Regions from separate parts of the Sus scrofa genome. Here region 1 is linked to region 2. Evidence: chromatin contacts called from public HiChIP or PLAC-seq data. All regions are on one chromosome and are shown on one strand. Each heading gives the region's core, a stretch centred on a gene start, on an enhancer-like site or on the middle of the called end of the contact. The rest is flanking DNA. Distances are from core to core; before and after follow the strand shown.

What was found. HiChIP or PLAC-seq counts read pairs in DNA pulled down with a chosen protein or histone mark.
Region 1: a contact with region 2 is called in an H3K27ac HiChIP or PLAC-seq map of skeletal muscle, with 3 times the contacts expected there. The contact joins the enhancer-like site here to the promoter of IGFBP5 in region 2. A contact is called at or near these places in 1 of 5 promoter capture datasets (fetal skeletal muscle), 7 of 47 Hi-C or Micro-C datasets (embryonic fibroblasts, epiblast stem cells, liver and 3 more) and 1 of 2 datasets of contacts at active chromatin or transcription factors (skeletal muscle).

The regions. Positions count from the first base shown.
Region 1 is chr15:119,132,868-119,136,243 of Sscrofa11.1, forward strand. No RefSeq gene overlaps it. Among named protein-coding and RNA genes, the nearest start is that of TNP1, 96 kb to the left of the region's middle. Within about 2 kb of position 1,669, at least 4 of the 83 cell types and tissues checked have an H3K27ac peak or open chromatin away from gene starts, as enhancers often do. A contact at or near this core is called in fetal skeletal muscle and skeletal muscle, where this site is marked.
Region 2 is chr15:118,876,103-118,879,393 of Sscrofa11.1, forward strand. IGFBP5 (insulin-like growth factor binding protein 5) reads right to left here and starts at 1,685. Exons shown (of 4, transcript NM_214099.1): 1 at 1,352-1,685. The coding sequence starts at 1,685.

The DNA.
Region 1 (3,376 bases), core at 419-2,918, 260 kb after region 2:
AAAAGCCAAAGACTGTCAGAGCTGAGTTCCTGCATGACCTGTACTTTGCTGATGTTTCACAACACCTCATTGAATCTTCACCACCATCCTATGAGCTTGGTACAGTAATTATTCCTACTTTGTAGGTGAGAAGAGTGAGAGTACGAAATTTAGTAGTTGTCTCATTAGGGGCTGTTAACTTAGGGTTATATTGAGTCTCCCTACAGTTGGCCAGTCTGCATCTATGCCTACTCCTCTCCACACTCTTAGCTTCAGTGGGTATTTCTGGATTCAGCCTGGTGATCCTGTTGATGCAGAGACTGGGAGCCTCATATATCAACTGTCCCAACTTTTCCCTTAGCTATGGGGTCAAGAGTGAGAAGGGACTGTCCTCTCCATAGTGTAGGCATTTGCTCTGGAAAGCTAGAATGGAGACAGCTGCCAAAGGGATTTTGCTTTATTTATCTTTTAGATTCTCCTCCTGCAAAGAGTCCCTACACCTGGACTTTTCAGAGCTGAAAGATTGAATGAGTAAGTGGAAGTTGCCAGGGGTGGGAACAGGGGTAGGTAGCAAGAGTTTCCTCTACCAGCACTGCTGCCAACTTTGATCATGTCCTTTCTCTCCATGTGGGAGTTTTCTTAAGTCACATCCTGGTTAGCAGAAGAAGAAATGGTGCAAGGAGGACCAAGGCTGGAGCCAGCAGGATGTGATGGGCCAGAAGTGTAAGGAAGAGGGAGGAGGGATTCACCACAGGCTGTTGGGAGCTGAGGTTACCATCAGAGATCAAGGGTGGAGTCTTCCTGAAAACCTACCCTTACCCCACTGCTTAGCAGCAGTGTTTACTTAACATTATTATTAGCTTCATTTTTCTCATTAGTAAAATGTGGGTAAAAGTAAAAACTCTTACCTTATAGGGTTGTTGTGGGTATGAGACAGTACCTATAAAGAACATAGGACAGTACCTAATAAGAGCTCAATAAATATGAGCTATTGTTAATAATCCTATTGTTAAAATATTTTGGAAAGGAAATGAAGCAAAAGAGCACGTCTGCCTCCAGGATAGGTGCCAGAAAAGTAAAATGTATAAAGTGGGAAGGAGGAAGCTGGATTTGGAAAATAAATGTATGGAGTTTAATTTAAATTTCAGGTAAGCAACAAGGATGTATTTACATACATTTACAACATATTTACTTACATTTATATAAAATATACATTTTTATTTAATATAAGTATCTTCCATGAATTGTTCTTTATCTGCGATACAAGTTTCACTCAGCCATATTTTACCTGGCAATTCTATGGGGGGTTGAGAAGGAGGGGAAGGAAAATAAATCTCTATTTTTATCTAGAGGAAACTTTTTGATGCTTAACAGCAGTATTCCATCCAATGCCGCTTCTCGTGTTATGTTTCTAGAGGATTGAGGCCCAGACGAGGAAACCTCTCTCTCCAATAACTGGGACCAGGCAGCCATTTCACTGCATTAATCCACCCCATGAAACTGGAGCCTGTGTTTGCTGGTTATTAAGCTACCCTGCCCTCCAATCCCATCCCCCCTTCCCCAAACACACAGGCATACAGACATACAAAGGCCTTGGCTGGAGTTGGAGAGGTTAAGGGGGAGAAGGGGCGGGGAAAGGATTAGAGTCTTATCAAAATAGCATCTGCAGAGATCCTTCCAGGATAGGCATAGCTCCCAATGTCTGTGGCCTGGGGCCAGGCCTGCGGAGGGTGGGAAAACAGCAGCTGGCCAGGGAAGGAGTGGTCCCTTGAGGGCGGAGGTTTCGCCAGGTGTATTGGGGTGGGGGTGGGGAGTTGGGGGGAATACACTTTTCTTCCCTTTTCAGGGCCCCCTGCCCCACCTAACTCTTTTTCTGGACTTTTTTTTTTTTTTTCCTTTCTTTCTGGTTAAGCAGTTACTTTCCAGGCATCAAGTAGCAAGAGCTCCTTCAGCCAGGATATTAATATTTCTTGGACTCTTGCATTTCACATGGGATTCACCCATGTCTGAGTGAGCCCGAGGCCCTCCTGCAGGCAGACAAGCTTGCAGGTCTGGGGTCAGAGCCTTGTTGCTGAGGGGAGCTCTTCCTTTTGGGAACCATCTTATCCTTTCCCCTCCTTTCATGTCTGGCTTGCTCTAAACCCATTCAAAGACAGTAGGAAGAGAAGAGTTTATTCTTCAAGATCCCAAGTTCCCTGGTTCTCATTCACTGACAGCAAAGTTGTCTAAAGTTCACCACATCTTTCAGCTGCAGTGTGAGGTTTCTCACCCATTTCTTTTGTGGGTCCTCATTGTCAAACATATTTTTTTTCTACTTCCTTTTTGCTTCTCATGTCTAGTTATCAGTAAAAGAGAAAAAAAAATCAGAGCAGATGGTTTAAGAACAGCTTATTTTGAAGTGTAGAAGAACTTCCTAAGCATGACATCAAGGGGAGAAATCCACAAGGACCAATATTGATAGATGTGATTCTGTAAAGACTTGTATGCCTCAAAATTGTATACTGAAGACTTGTATGCCTCAAAATTCCACAAAAAACTTACTCAAGAAATATTTATTACATATATCCTTTAGAGAGAGCTAATACAAATCAGTAAGAAAGAGAAACATGTATAACTAATGCAGACATTTAAATGGCCAATAAACATATGGAGAAAAAAGATCAACCTGAGTGGTAAGGAAAGAAAATGTTTCTTTTTTTCAAATTGAAATAGCAATGGTATGTTAATTTTCTGTGTTTAAAAAAGTGACAAAATATATTTAAAAAAGATATCAAGTGTTGGCAAGAATGAGGAAATACTGGGACTTCCAAGAAATGTAACTTGCAATGTTAAAATGTACAATATTTTGTAAAGGTAATGTAGTGACACAAGAAACAATGATGTTCCAAACCTTCCAGTCAGTAATTCTATGTCTAGTAATCTTTCTAAGAACATAATTAATGCTTTATGCCAAGATGTAGCTGTGAGGATATTTATCACAACAGTTTTTATAATAAGAAAGAACTTGAAACTTGAAATTGTGTCCAACACTTGTTTTAATGAATTATGATACATGGATTACTGAACTGTATAGACATTTAAATGTACACTGTAGGATCATGGTTTTTAAGCAATTCGCAATGGAGTCCTCTGGGGTGGGATTTTGGGATATAGGTCTCCTATCCCTGATGTGTACTTTTCTGTTTTATATGCTAGGCTTCCATGTAAGATTTAATTCGAGCCAAGAATTCACAGTTAAAGATAGATTAAAAATCACTCCTAGAGGAAAACATTTAGGGACTTGCCAGATACCTGCTGTTTGCCCTCCTAGATCCACTTTCCTATTAAAGGAGGTGTATTTTGACAACTACAGCGTCTATCTGAATTGTAGAATGTTTTGAAATAATGAAAAAATATG
Region 2 (3,291 bases), core at 435-2,934:
CCTTGGAACTCAGACTTTCATGTACAGTTCATTAAACTTTTTTTTTTCTTTTTAACATTTAAGACCAGGTAACTTCCCAAAGGAAACCCAGTCTAAGGGGCGCAGATCTGTTCTGATTGAACAAGGAGCTCTGTCAACCTTTTAAACCCTAGACTTCAGGCATTGAGAATTTGTGGGCGGGGCAGACCAGGGGCGGGGCTACTGGGAGGCGGAGGGGAGGCTCCGGGTGCGGGTGCGGGGCTTTTCGTCTCCGCCCCCTTGATTATGCATTCTGCGTTTCCAGGGCCCCTCTCGCATTTACACCACACCCACTTGTGATCAGGTTTGCTACTGAGTGGTGAGGAAAGAGAGTGGGGGATTAGCGCTGGCGGAGAAGCTGTGATGTCTGAATTTCACATGTCTTCTGGCCTCCCAACCCTATTTCCATCTTTCTTCCTAGGTAAAATCTGAATTGGGACAGAGGAAAAGGAATTAAGACTCAAGGACAAAAACTCAGCCCAGGAACACCGAACACTTCCTGCCAGTCCCTTTCTCTTACTCCCCTCCCCCAACCCCTTACCTCCCAGCCGCGCTGGTCTAAAGTAATCTTTCCCCACCGGGGAGGGAAAAAAAAAGTATTTTGCATATTCACATGTTTTACAATCTACCACAATCAGTCAAGTCTAAATCGACGAGAGTGCACGTGGGAGGGGCATCGAAGTCCCCACCCAAAAGGCATTAGCTACCTAGAATGCGTGCGTGCGTGTATGTGTGCATGTGAGTGTGCGTGTACGTGTGTTTGTGTGGTGTGGCGGGGTTGGAGAATAGAAACGTCAAAGAAAGACTGGCGGGGGCGGGTAGGGGGTTGGGAGGGACAAAGGTGGAATTAGCACAGAAGACCGGTAGCGTCTCTCTCTCCCGGTCCTCAGTTAAAACAATATTTTAACAAAGGAAATTTTTTTTTCAAGTTTAGGACCCCCCCCCAAAAAAAAACCGTATTGAGTGGATAGGGGGTGGGGTGGTAGAAGGAGATGATAACGTAAGGTGCACACTTTCGGAATGGAGATTGAGTACCTGGGGGTTTGGACCTAGAGACCAAGTAAGAGCTCAGAGTCGGTATTCAGTCGAGGGGAGAGAGGTGGGGGCAGGGGCGAAGAGAAGGAGCGAAAACCTGCAGAAGCTCGGCTAACCGCAGCCCGGGGTAGCAGGATCTGTCAGGGCTCGAATTCCAAGGTGCAAGGACCCTCCCCGCCCTCCTCCCGGGCTGCACCCCGGCTCTAAGCCACTTGCTGGGCAGAGCGCGCGGGGCCAGCCTGTCCCAAGTCCCCCGCCCGTGCGCCGTGTAACTGCCTGGCACACTGAGAGCGCTCACCGATCTTGGCTTGCTCGCGGTAGCTCTTTTCGTTGAGGCAAACCCCGCGGCCGTGCAGCAGGGCGTGCAGCGGCTTCTCCTCGTCCTGCCGGGGGAGGCAGCGCAGCCCCTGGGCGCAGCGCTCAGTGTAGACGCCGCACGACTGCCCCTCCGCCAGGGCGCAGGTCATGCAGCAGCCGCAGCCAGGCTCCTTGACCAGCTCACAGCCAAGGGGGCTGGGGGGGCACATGGAGAGGGCTTTCTCGTCGCAGGGCTCGCAGTGCACGAAGGAGCCCAGGCCCTGGGCCGGTCCGGCACAGGCGGCCAGCAGCAGGAGGACCGCGGTGAGCACCATCTTCTCCGAGTCTCCCCCTTTACCTGGGGCGGGGCAGGAGATCGAGAGTGCAAGGAGAAAGGGGCCAGGAAGGCGCGCGGAGAAATTCTTTTCTTTTTAAAATTTCTGGCAGGTAGAGCAGGTGCCCTCCCCCAGACAATTGCAAAATGCAGGGAGCGATGGAGGGCTGGAGTGCCTGCAAGCAAGTCCCAATTGCAAAGATTACAGACTTGCAACAGGTAGGGGGAAAAAGAGCAGCGCCAGGTGCACGCAGAGGAATTGGAGGTCAGAGAAACAAACCCCCAAGCCTGGCCTGGTCAGAATTGCAGGGGCTGGGAGGGAGCAAAAAATTGTCCCCCCCCTCAAACAACAACCAGAATAATGAGCTCGGAGGCAGTGGAGGGGGGAGGGATAAAAATAGATTTTTCTTCGAAATTTTTGTTTAAAATCTCAAACTACACCCTTCTCCTTTCTAACCCTCAGCCGCCAGCGGCGCACGGCTGCCGCGGAACAGGTATGAGGCGGCGGCTGCAGCCGCGACGGTGGGGGGAAAATGTTGAAATCAAGAAATTAAAAAAAAAAAAAAAAAAAAAAAGACCAAATCCAAACCCCTAACACCTCTTTCCTCCCACTCTGCCAGCACCTCTTCGAAATTCGCAGGTTCTACGTGAAGCTCGAAGAAGGGTGCAAACCGAGGAGGGGGTAATGAAAAGGAGGAAAAGGAAAAAAAAAAAAAAAAAAAAAAAAAAAAAAAAAGGAAAAAACCCACACCGCTTTGCAGCTCTTTCCTAGCTCTTTTTTCCCCGGCAGAAGTTTCCAAAGAGACTAAAGGCTCGGGTTGAGCAGGCGCTTTTAAATAGACGGCCCCTGGCTGCCAGCCAGTTTGTAGCTGCAATTTGAGCTCCCCAACACCCAACCCAGGCAAAGATGCCAAGGAGTACAAACTCACACGGGGTGGGGGTGGGGAGAGACCTTCTAGACACACGGGGGCTCCCCTTCACTGCCTGAACAGCACCCTGCCCTCCCTGAAATGGAAAAGAAGGGGCCAGAGAGACAAGGCTGGGGCAGCCAAGAGGGGGGTGGGGTGGGGGTGGGGGAGAGTTTGAATGTTCTTCCCAGCAGTGGATACAATAAGGACTAACTTGTCCCCCCTTCCCTCCCACCCCATAACTAGTCAAGGCCCAGGCTGGAAGGAGTATTTTCTTATTAGCCAACTGGACATATATACACTGCCCAAGAAATTCTCCCCTAATTTTGGGAAATGGCTGTCTGCTGGTGTATGAGTGACTGAATAAGGGGTGTGTGAGTGTGTGTGTGTGTGTTGGGGTGGGGAGAAATAAAAATAAAGGAAAAAATCTCTGAACTCACCCCCCCAAAAAAAAAATCTGGGAAAGGGGATTTAATCTAGTGTTTCTGTTGCTCTGTGACGTGACTGTCTTTGGTTATATGGTGAAGAAGTGGTTACTTGCCTTCAGTTACAGAGTTGGCCCAGGAAACCTCTGTGTGTGTGTGTGTGTGTGTGTGTGTGTGTGTGTGTGTGTGTTTTGTGTGTGTACTTGCAGGAAAGGACATTCATACCAGCAGCATTGTAGACAGAAATGAGTTACAGAGACCAGCACTTTGGAGG